2 separate regions of the Sus scrofa genome follow, and region 2 is linked to region 1. Evidence: chromatin contacts called from public Hi-C data. All regions are on one chromosome and are shown on one strand. The core of a region is the stretch at or near the end of the contact, and the rest is flanking DNA. Distances in the headings are between cores, read along the strand shown. Region 1 overlaps DSC2 (desmocollin-2). Region 2 holds the start of LOC102160593 (a long non-coding RNA gene).

Region 1 (5,853 bases), core at 1,142-3,641:
AGCACTTTTTCACAAAAGGTGTCACTGGTTTCTCAATATCCCCACTAAGTTAGTGAAGTTATTACTAACTCCGTTTTACAGACCAGGAAACAAAGTCCAAGAGGATAAGAAATTCTGAGTTTACATGCTTTGTGAGGGAGGGAGCCATGGCTTTTAATATGTTGTTTTATCCTTCTCTTCTGTGCTGTTTTTTCCCCTCGATTCTTAATCCAGTGTATTCTCTTTATTTTATTTTGCTAATTATATAAACTGATTTATAATTACACAATTTATATAAACTATGTACACATGCAAAGGCTCTTTTTATGCATAATTTTTTTTTTTTTTTTTTTTTTTTTAGATCTTAACATTTGCCTGTGATGCCTGCAAAACGGTGACACTACATGTTCCCTCTAAACTGGATGCTGAAAAATTTATTGGTAGAGGTAAGAAACTGCAAAAATAAGCAGTAAATCCTAGTTTGACCTAATCTTATAAAATCTGGAGTTGCCTGGTGGCTCTGCAGGTCAAGGATCTGGTGTTAGCATAGCTATGGCTCTGGTTACAGCTGTGACACGGGTTTGATCCCTGGCCCAGGAAATACATGCTAGGCAAACAGCTAAAGAGAAAAAAAAAAAAGAACAAAGAAATTTAGTATAATTTTTAGACAGATGACTATACTGGAACTAATAGTTAAAACATATAATACATTATAGTACACTATTCTTTAAAAATACGTAATGTCATTCCAAGAAAAGAATATTGTTTTACAGAGTTCCCATCGTGGCGCAGTGGTTAACAAATCCGACTAGGAACCATGAGGTTGCGGGTTCGGTCCCTGCCCTTGCTCAGTGGGTTAACGATCCGGCGTTGCCGTGAGCTGTGGTGTAGGTTGCAGACGCGGCTCGGATCCCGCGTTGCTGTGGCTCTGGCGTAGGCCGGTGGCTACAGCTCCGATTCAACCCCTAGCCTGGGAACCTCCATATGCCGAGGGAGCGGCCCAAGAAATAGCAACAACAACAACAACAACAACAACAATAACAACAACAACAACAAAAGGCAAAAAAAAAAAAAAAAGAATATTTTTATTGAAAAACATTATGTAAAGTAGTTAAAATTGTTTCATTTGAGTAATAATTACTAATATTTACATTAGATGAAGGATATGGTATATGGTATGTAACACGTCTATGAAATTGAGAGAAACAGTATTAAAACTATATCTTGAGGTCTTGTTTTTGGATTTCCATTCTAAAATATTAGGGGATCTTACTGACATTTACTTCCACATATTGTTTTTATCGATTATTTTTTTTTTACATAACTCAAATGTATGAGAAAAGATCAGACCAGTGAGGATACTATTTAACACCAGATACAAAGAGTTTAGTAATAATTTAATAACTGCCAATTTTAACCTCTAGATTCTGTTCTCATGCGTTGCCTTATAGCTAATTTCAGTTTAATTGAAAAAAATGTTTTTCTTGGTGTGAGTTTAATATTCAGAATGGGCAGTTCACATGCCTTTATCTCAGAACAAATGTCTCTTCTTTAAAAGGGTGGGAAAGAGGCATTAGAAGCGATGGATATGTTTAATTAAGCACAACTTAAGTAATCATATTGTTTCAGATGTCTTTTTAAAAATGCAAAATTTACAACTGTTGGGAATTAATTTAAAGTTTTTGTTTACTCCCCCTCCCAAGTGCATAGATAACTACTAAAACTCTCTATTGTGTTATCTTACAAATGATTGCTCTGTATATTTTCTACAGTTAACCTGAAGGAGTGCTTTAAATCTGCAAATCTAATTCATTCAAGCGATCCTGATTTCCAAATTTTAGAAGATGGTTCCGTCTATACAACAAATGCTATTCTTTTGTCCTCAGAGAAGAGAACTTTTACCATATTACTTTCCAACACAGAGAACCAAGAAGAGAAGACAATACCTGTCCTTTTAGAGCATCAAACAAAGGTATACCAAAGTATAACAGTGAGATATTAACAAACTGTTTGCTTTAGATGTAACTCACATGACCAGGGAAGGTGTGAAATCAGAAAAGCTACAGGATAGCTTAGCTTGAAGAGGAATGAAAACCATGATGCAGGTTAACAGTGTTGAAATGGAAAAGGGGTTTTTCAACTTAAGAGTATTACAAGTTGTGATTTCTTTTTATTTGGGGTCATAAAAGGAGAAATTGAGATATGGGACAGCATGAGAACTTGAGGATTAGACACAAAGAAGCAATTTTCTATCTTCCCTATGGAGTAGGTTTCCAAAACAATAAACATTATTGCTTAAAATATTTGTATATAATGTAGGCTTTGTAGCTTTTAATTATTCAGAACTCACATGGCATGTTTGTGACTTATGGTGGTGCCCGACTCTTGGCAGTGATGTGGGAGCATCACGTGGTTAATTACGCTCAGATACATGAGGCCTTCAGCAGTAGCTCTCTCTCATGTATCTTAGCATGATTTTTAGTCTTAAAAAATAGATGACTTTTGGAGTTCCCATTGTGGCTCAGTGGTAATGAACCTGTCTAGCATCCATGAGGTTGCAGGTTCGATCCCTGATCCACTCAGTTAGACAAGAAAAATAAAATCATCCAAATTGGAAGGAAAGAAATAAAGCAGCCGATATTTTAAAAAAGAAAAAAAAAAAGAAAAGAAAAGAAAAGAAAATAGATGACTTTTGCTGGTTGAGGTCTGGACCTCACACATGCTTTATTACGTTGTGACCCCCAAGATCAAAATGACTTCTATTCAACCACTGGCCATTACTCACGGCAGCTATTTGAGAGTTGTCATCGTATTTCTCTCCTTCTGACACAGATCTCTCTGTTGGTCTCCTGACTCTTCCTAGTTGCTGGTGAGTGGAAGACGCTTATGCTAATTTTAGAAGGGCCTCTCTCTACTTACTGCGTTCTTTGCATATCTGTCCTCTCATGTTTTTGCATGGCAATGTGGCAACAGTAATTTTTTTTTTTCGTTTTCAGTTTTGCTTCTAGGCTTCCAACTCCATCTCTCTCTCTCTTCCATATTGCCACCAAGCTATTTTCTCAAGAAGATTGCTGTGATAACAATTAGGACAGGGATTTCTTTGTTACCTTTTCATAGTATTGAAATTCTGTTTGGTTTTCAAGCAGCACCATGGTCTTACGTCTCCCCAGCTAATCCTCATGAGAGGAGAAAGATGTGTCAGAGTTCTCAAGCTTGAGAAGAGAGCAGTCATTGATTTTACATTATTTTTTTTTTCTGTTTTCTAAATCGAGATTCTAAAGCAAAGGCATTCTCAAGAAAAAGTTCTAAGACGTGCCAAGAGAAGATGGGCTCCTATTCCTTGTTCAGTGCCTGAGAATTCCTTGGGTCCTTTCCCACTTTTTCTTCAACAGGTACAATTTACTTTCTTTCTACTGTGAAAGTCTGTGGTTTCCATCTTTTAAAAAAAATTATGGAGTGCCTGCTGTGGCTCAGCAGGTTAAGAACCTGACTAGTATCCATGAGGATGCGGGTTCAATCCCTGGCCTTGCTTAGTGAGTTAAGGATCTGGCGTTGCTATGAGCTGCAGTGTAGGTCACAGACGCAGCTTGGATCTGGTGTGCTGTGGCTATGGCTGTGGTGTAGGTTGGCAGCTGCGGATCAGATTCGACCCCTAGCCTGGGAACTTCCATATGCCACAGATGTGGCCCTAAAAAGACAAAAAAAAAAAGAAAAGGAAAAGAGACCAAAAAAATTTTGTACAATGAGTATGCAGTTATTTTAAAAAATGTGTGTGTGTGGAGTTCCTATTGTGGTGCAGCGGAAACAAATCCAACGAGTAACCATGAGGTTGAGGCCTTGCTCAGTGGGTTAAGGATCCAGTGTTGCCATGAGCTGTGGTATAGGTCACAGATGCGGCTTGGATCCCAAGTTGCTATGACTGTGGTGTAGGCCGGCAGCTATAGCTCCGATTCGACCCCTAGCCTAGGAACCTCCATATGCCATGGGTGCAGCCCTAAAAAGCAAAAAGCGTGTGTGTGAATATATGAGTGAATGAGTATGTCTATCATATATTTCAATGTGTGGTATAAAGACATCTCTGTATCTGCATGTACTTATTTATTTATTTATTTTTTTGTAGTATTAGTCATACAAAGGCCACTTATAAAACTGTAAGCCCGTATAGCATGCTCAAACACATGCTTCCTTAATGAATTTTTATCTCAACAAGGGTGTCAGAGAGCCTGGGCATAGTCTGGAAAACCCCAAAGTATCTTCCATAATGAAAAGAGGATAGGCACAGCTTTCCATGGCTTCTTCCCAAATCCTTGGTTAAATCATACTGGATCCACATTTTCTCTCCCCTTTTTAACTTTTAGTGGGACCCCCCCCCCCCCCCGCCAGTCTTGCCCTCTTCCACTCTGAGTCGTCACTACCATTCAGTCTAGGCCTTGGGTTTCTTCTCCAATTATTACACTGGAGAGAGAGGCTCTTCATTTATACCCCACCAACAAATGCAGTGAAGCTGAGAAAGGAGTGTATTAAAGTTGAGAAAGAAATCATGGAGTTCCTGTCGTGGCTCAGAGATGGTGAACCTGACCAGTGTCCATGAGGGTGTGGGTTCGATCCCTGGCCTCGCTCAGTGGGTTAAACAATGCAGCATCGCCATGAGCTGTGGTGTAGGTCGCAGATGCAGCTCAGATCTGGCGTGGCTGTGTCGTAGGCTGGCAGCTGCAGCTCCCATTCAGCCCCTAGCCTGGGAACCTCCATATGCCACTGGTGTGGACCTAAAAAGACAAAAAAATAATAGTAATAAATAAAAATAAAGTTGAGAAAGAAATGGTTAGAAAATCATTATTAGTCAACCTGATAGACAGTCAAGATCTTGCTAAGAAGATGAAAAGAACTTGGAAATGATGTCCTCTTTGAATCAAAGACCAGAATACCACACCTGCCAGGTTATTACACCATTCCCATTCTCACTCATTTCCCTTCCCCATTCAGCCCTTGTAATGAAGCCAATACTGAGAGATAACATGAATTAATGAAAAAAAAACCATTTTCCAACTTTTTGCCCTGCCAACAGTGTACTTTAAACTCAGTGGCTCAAATATTATATATAATAAAAATTCATTTTTTAAAAAAAATTGACAAAGGAGAGTTTTTCCTGCTCAGAATACTTTGTTTTCTAAGACAGGAAAAGTCCAAAATGTTTGATCCCTGTAGGTACATATAGCCTTTAAAGTATTCCTTAGTTACCCGGGAAACTAAGATGCTACTACAGTATTTTCCTTATGCCTTGCTCTGGAATTTTGCAATTATTAGGATTCCTTATTCTAGTGCTGCTTTTTATTTCATACATAATAATAAAAAGGGCAATTTCTTATTGCAATAAAAATGTCGATGTGGTTTCATGAGTATGTAGATGAAAGTTTTGTTGAAATTCAAATTTATCTTTGATGTGTATAATAACTACTTTCTAGATTCAATCTGATACGGCACAGAACTACACTATTTACTATTCCATAAGAGGACCTGGAGTGGACAAAGAACCTCTAAATTTATTTTACGTAGAGAGAGATACTGGAAACCTGTTTTGTACTCGTCCTGTAGATCGTGAAGAATATGAATCTTTTGAGGTAAAGCCTAAAGTTTATATATTGTATTCGTAGTTATTAAGTTTGACAGTTTCATCTCTTTCTCAATTTGTTTACGCTTATTTATTTTCCGAGTTTGTCATCCATGCTCTAGCTGTATCTGATAGCACAGACTTGACTGGAAGCAAAAAGAATTTTATAGAATAAATAACATTTGATTCTATTAGATTGTTCTGGGTATTATGGTTTTACTTTTTTTTTTTTTTTTTTTTTTGAAAAGAAAAAGAGCCCCACTTTA
Region 2 (5,853 bases), core at 1,375-3,874, 150 kb before region 1:
TACTGATATGGTCCCTTCATTCCTAAGACTGCAGTTCCTCAAATTTCCTCAGGCCACTTACTGCAACTAATCAGTGCAGACAACTCCTGTCCTGGGGCCTCAAGCAAAGCTGTGACTTGGGGCGAAAGATAGGAATAGAAATTACTCTGGTTTTTAATCAAAGACAAGTTTCTTAAATTTCCTTCCAGTTGATGATGTAAGGAGATTATCTTTAGTTGATATTTGTAGATCACAGAATCATTTATTGATACAGAATTCAATTTTGATCATTTAAACCCTAAGATTCTGAAAATATTTTTAGGCACTGCATCCGTTCCATCATTTTTGAATTTCTTAAATTTATATCCAGAACCTTATCTATAAACATGTCTGTTTCCATCATGAGAACTGTGTCTGACCTTAATTGAAAGAGATTGAAGAAATTGATTTTAAATAATGTTTGCTATTTATCTGGTATCTATCTCATGCTACAGTAGGAATATTGGCTTCTGCTTTGTTCTCATGACAAAGCAACCTGCCTGGTATCTTTCTGCTTGCCCTCTTCCTGAACCACCTCTCCAGCCTCACCCCACACATTTCAACTCCAAAGCACAACTTTGTAATGGTACATATTACTTAAAGAACACAGTGTGATTAAAAATTTCTGCCATCATCTATAAATAGTAGGTTTGTCATCAAATACCCTCTATAGCATAACCAATTGAAGTGGAAGTAATTTTCACTCCATCAATAGATTTTTCAGTGTGATGAATGGTAATATCTAAAATGTTGGAATTCCCATTGTGGTCAGTTTAAACAAACCCAACTAGTATCCATGAGGATGTGGATTCCATCCTTGGCCGTGCTCAGTGGGTTAAAGATCTGGCCTTGCCATGAGTTGTGGTGTAGGTTGCAGATGCAGGTCAGATCCTACATTGCTATGGCTGTGGTGTAGGCTGGCAGCTGTAGCTCTGGTTGGATTCCTTGCCTGGGAATTTCCATATGCTGTGAATGCAGCCCTAAAAAGCTAAATCAATAGTGTTAATGATACATATTTTAACATATTCCTGGGCTCATGACTGATGCAGTAATAATATTGATGGTGACTTGGTTTCATATATACATTTTTGATAAGCAAGCATAAATATCCAAAACATAGCATCCGCCTGCATGCACACACACACACCAAATATATGTATTAATTTTATACTTACAGTGAAAAATGAATAACTATATGATCCATTAGTTTTGCTTAAGAAAATCAGTAATTATCATTCATAATGGTAATCTGCATAACCTATACCACTGATGACAGTGTCTGAGAGAAAGCTAAAATGAAATAAGGTACAAGAGACACACTGGTACAACTATTATTGTTGTTACTATGAGTGTTAGCTAGAGTGCTTCTCTCTTAGATGACATGATTTGAAAGAGAAATAAAGCCATTAGAGTCCGTTGTAGCAGAGTTCCCATTGTGGCTCAGTGGTTAACGAATCCGACTAGGAACCATGAGGTAGTGGGTTCGATCCCTGGCCTTGCTCAGTGGGTTAAGGATCCGGCGTTGCCATGAGCTGTGGTGTGGGTTGCAGACATGGCTTGGAACTTGTGTTGCTGTGGCTCTGGTGTAGGCCGGTGGCTACAGCTCCGATTAGACCCCTGGCCTAGGAACCTCTATATGCCATGGCAGTGCCCCAAGAAATGGAAAAAAAAAAAAAAATCCTTTGTAGGAACTGACCTGCTGTTGGAGGTTTCAGTTAACATTTTTAAGGAGCTGCTGTTCATTTATAATGCATCAGTCCTATTGCAAGAGAATGTTTAGCATATATTAAGTGCTAACCAGGTTACTATTTTGATTTTGCATATTTTCTTTAGCAGAGATGAGTATCAAATATCTCTGTTTAAAACGTGGAAAATAATAACAATAGCTGGCACCTACACATTCCCACTTACCTCATGCCATTAAGAGAATAAATGAGTTTTAACTGAGTAAAACAGAAGTAATCACCCCGATTACACAATAGCTACAAATGTTCATAGGATTTGGTGTGTATCTTATCACAGGAAGTCTGGGGGCATAATTTGTTGTACTTGCTTTTTATGGGCAAGAAGCAGTGAGAAAGGCATTTAAACTGTTTAGTTTCTCAGAGTTTATGGTAAAGAGACTACCTCTACCTTGTACGTGAGGTCACCTCTCACCTGAAGGGTTGGTTTGTCTCCACCCCCATCAAATCTTATTTTCCCTGCTGACACTGCCAATTTAAATTTATGCTATGTGTGATGTAGACAGATGTCTGCTAGGGGCTGGACTGAATCCATTAACACTTCACAGAGGACGAGAGGTGGTATTAATACTTAAGTGGTAGTTGGCAGCTCTGACCTGTGGCCTTAGCTTTACCAGTGCCTGGGCTGTTCAAAACTTAATAGTCTTCGGCACACAGGCTAATTTCTTAGAACTTTTTTTCTATCATGAGCAAGAGAGAAAAACTAAGAAGTGTTCCTCAGTTGACTTATCTTAAAGGTGGCTAAATTAATGATTAATTTAGAATAGAGCTCTCTCTCAAAAGAAGGATAATGACATGTTTCGTCAATGCTGTGATAGCACCTCCCTTAATTCCATATTCTGTGTGTTTTCTGAGTTAATTTCATGGAATATTTCTATTTTTTTTTAATTTTTTTATTTTTTTATTTTTTTGTCTTTTTTTGCTATTTCTTGGGCCGCTCCGGCGGCATATGGAGTTTCCCAGGCTAGGGGTCTAATCGGAGCTGTCGCTGCCAGCGTACGCCAGAGCCAAAGCAACTCGGGATCCGAGCCACGTCTGCAACCTACACCACAGCTCACGGCAACGCCAGATCGTTAACCCACTGAGCAAGGGCAGGGATTGAACCCACAACCTCATGGTTCCTAGTCGGATTCGTTAACCACTGCGCCACGACGGGAACTCCTCATGGAATATTTCTAAGTGGCTGAACTCTCATTCTCTTTACCCCTTGAGGCATACAGAGCAAGCACGAGTCCACAAAGATATACTTCAAATCCTAATGAACTGCAAATTTGATGTATAATTATGAATACAAAGAATCATAATTTCTATAGAATTTAGTCTACAAGACTTATTTCTTTCGCATAATCTTCTGGCTCTTCCTTTCTGGGGCTGTCAGGCAAGCCTCATTCCTGTGAGTAGTCTTCCTGTTTTCCTTGAACACGTAAAGTATTGGAGAAAAATCTCAGCTAACCTCCTGGGCTAACAGGCACCTCTCATCTTCTAATGCCTGCTGCCTTTGCCTCTGACAACTATAGTCAAGATCTTCCTGCTTTCTAGACAGATTACAGCAGCTGATTGTCTAATCTGCTAATTTCCCTGAGACACAGCTATCACCAAAATTTACCCAAGCTGAGCCATCTTTTTCCCAGTTGCCATGTTACTCTCCTACTTCCTGTTTTCTCCCTCCTAGGCCAATTTCTAGTGGGTCTTCAGACATTTCGTATAAAATAAAATAATGTTTATACTTTTTCAAGTAGCTTCTAGCAACTTTTTAGGAGGTTTTATCAATAACCATAAAGGGCCGAAGCCAATTTTTGTTTGTGTTTACTTTTTTCTCTCTCTCTACACGTGGACTCCTTTTAAAAACTTGCTTGAGATGAGCTCCTGTTTTGGCTTTTATTCAATCCATTACCAATTAGCCTGTAGTTCATTTCATTCTAAACATGTCTTTGGGGAGTTTGCAGTTTCAACATTCTTTTAACTAAAGGCTGAAGAAAATGCAGTGCTTGATCAGGTAGAACAAATTAAAGAAGGGAGTGTTCTAGACTCTGCTGGTGAAATCTGTCATTGTTCGACAAAATACAATGTCAGATTCAGCAGTTTCCTTTCCAGTTTAAGAAACTGCATCCTAAAAGACAAGTCAATCATGAGTGCAAGGGATGAAAGATTTGAGATTTCATCAGTGTCCAAGACTCTACTGTGAGATCGATCATTACTCTAAATGTTTCACTTTCTTGTGATTATTTTCTTCATGTATTATTGCATCCCAGACCTTTACAGATTATACAGCTGCTTGGCAGATTGCATTTGGTGCTAGTCTTCAGAAATATGGTTCCTGGAGTTCCCAGTCATGGCTCAGTGGAAATGACTCTAATATCCATGAGGACACAGGTTCGATCCCTGGCCTTTCTCAGTGGGTTAAGGATCCGACGTTGATGTGAGCTGTGGTATAGGTCACAGACAGGTCTTGGATCTGGTGTTGCTGTGGCCATAGGCCAGCAGTGACAGCTCCTATTCAACCCCTGGCCTGGAAACTTCCATATGCTGTAGGTGTGGCCCTAAAAAGACAAAAGGAAAGAAAGAAAGAAAGAAATATGGTTCCTGAGTCTGTTTTTTCCACTTTCTATTGCTCTCAGTCCTGCCATATTGCTTCAGCCACAAGATTAGTCAAAAGCTAGCTAAGACCATGAGGCTTAGGATATCATTTCTTAACTGGAATGGCCCCAGGAATGTTAGTCTGATCACCTTAGTTTCCAGTTCTTTTCTAACACTCATATCTCTAAAACCTGGCTTCTGACTTCCAGTAAACTATTTTTAGCCTGATCCTGTGTTCACATTCTGATAAGTGTCCCACGTACCATAAGCAAGAAAAAAGGCCAGTGGCTATTTATGCCTAATTGCAAAGTTCTTTGACTCTTATGGGCATTTTCCTATCCAAATTATTTCTTGTTTAACCCTCACAAAACCTCTAAGAATTGGAGAACGTTGCCATGTTACTACGACTTAACCAGATTCAGGGTTGGCAAATCGCCATCTCAAATGCTTATCTTCAGATTCCTTCCTGGGGCAAATGGAGTTTTGTTTTGTTTTTGTTTTTGTTTTTTTTGCTTCATTTTGTTTGTTTGTTGTATTTTGTTTTCAAGGGTATCTTTCCACATTCCTCAAAGGCCAAGAAAAATGTAGGAAAGAGAAGAAAAGGGACTTTTCTGCTAAATGGCAAATTTAGTGTGCTGATAGTGTAAAAATATACGTTTAAGTTGGAAATACATTCACCTTACCTTTTGGCTTTCTTGGAGGGCTGTTTTGTCCCCTAAAAACACCTGCTCTGCATGGTCAGTCTCTTTGATGTGAGGAGAGAACCAAGGAACAAGCCAGGAAACCTGCTTGTAGCTCACCACTCAGGGAAAGTGTGAGCTCACCTCCTTCTGCCCCGTGGTCAGGTGATTGCAGCACTGGCTCTGTTTTGTGGGATTTCCCCTGTCCCGCCATCATTGGGCAGATGAACAGTGCCAAAGATAACAAATGATCCCATCTGCCATTCCTGTCTGTGCTTTTTGTGCCAAGTTTAAATAAGGAGGTTTGACCAGTGTGTGGTATTCATACTCCTCTGAGATCACAGGCCAAATCTAGTTCTCATTTGCCAGATTCTACCGGAAGTGAGTTATCTGAGTCAATGAGTTTTAATTCTTCAGATTTATTAAGTGAATTCAAGTCAGTGTAGGCAGGTATTTTAGAAGTCAACTCAGTCCTTAACCTTACCGGCTAAGGACAGTGAGGAAGTCACAGTGAGGAAAACTTTGAGTGGTTTTCAAAATGCATGGCTTACAGAAGCTCATCCTTAGACACAACTAAAATATGAATTATAGATATGTACATGATTGTCCACTGTCCCCGGCAGATACCAGCATGTCTACAGAGACTCTATGAAGACACTAGAGGTTTTAGGGCCATGGTTCTATATCCTCGGTATCTGCCACAGTCTCCCCTGGAACATTTAAAACCTGCATTTGTTTTGTTGTGTTGTTTTGGTTTTTTCTTTTTTTCTTTTTTAGGGCCACACCTGTGGCTTACGGAAGTTTCTGGGCTAGGGGTAGAATTGGAGTTGCAGCTA

Evidence for each region. A called contact is a pair of places that touch in the nucleus more often than the background predicts.
Region 2: a contact with region 1 is called in a Hi-C map of fetal heart ventricle, with 4 times the contacts expected there. The contact joins two enhancer-like sites. A contact is called at or near these places in 3 of 47 Hi-C or Micro-C datasets (epiblast stem cells, fetal heart ventricle and heart right ventricle).

Annotation. Positions count from the first base shown.
Region 1 is chr6:115,007,394-115,013,246 of Sscrofa11.1, reverse strand. It overlaps DSC2 (desmocollin-2), which reads left to right. Exons shown (of 17, transcript XM_021096210.1): 2 at 341-425; 3 at 1,752-1,951; 4 at 3,252-3,371; 5 at 5,442-5,597. Among named protein-coding and RNA genes, the nearest start is that of DSC2, 11 kb to the left of the region's middle. Within about 2 kb of position 2,391, at least 2 of the 83 cell types and tissues checked have an H3K27ac peak or open chromatin away from gene starts, as enhancers often do.
Region 2 is chr6:115,162,217-115,168,069 of Sscrofa11.1, reverse strand. LOC102160593 (a long non-coding RNA gene) reads right to left here and starts at 5,761. Exons shown (of 4, transcript XR_304089.2): 1 at 5,021-5,761. Within about 2 kb of position 2,624, at least 2 of the 83 cell types and tissues checked have an H3K27ac peak or open chromatin away from gene starts, as enhancers often do.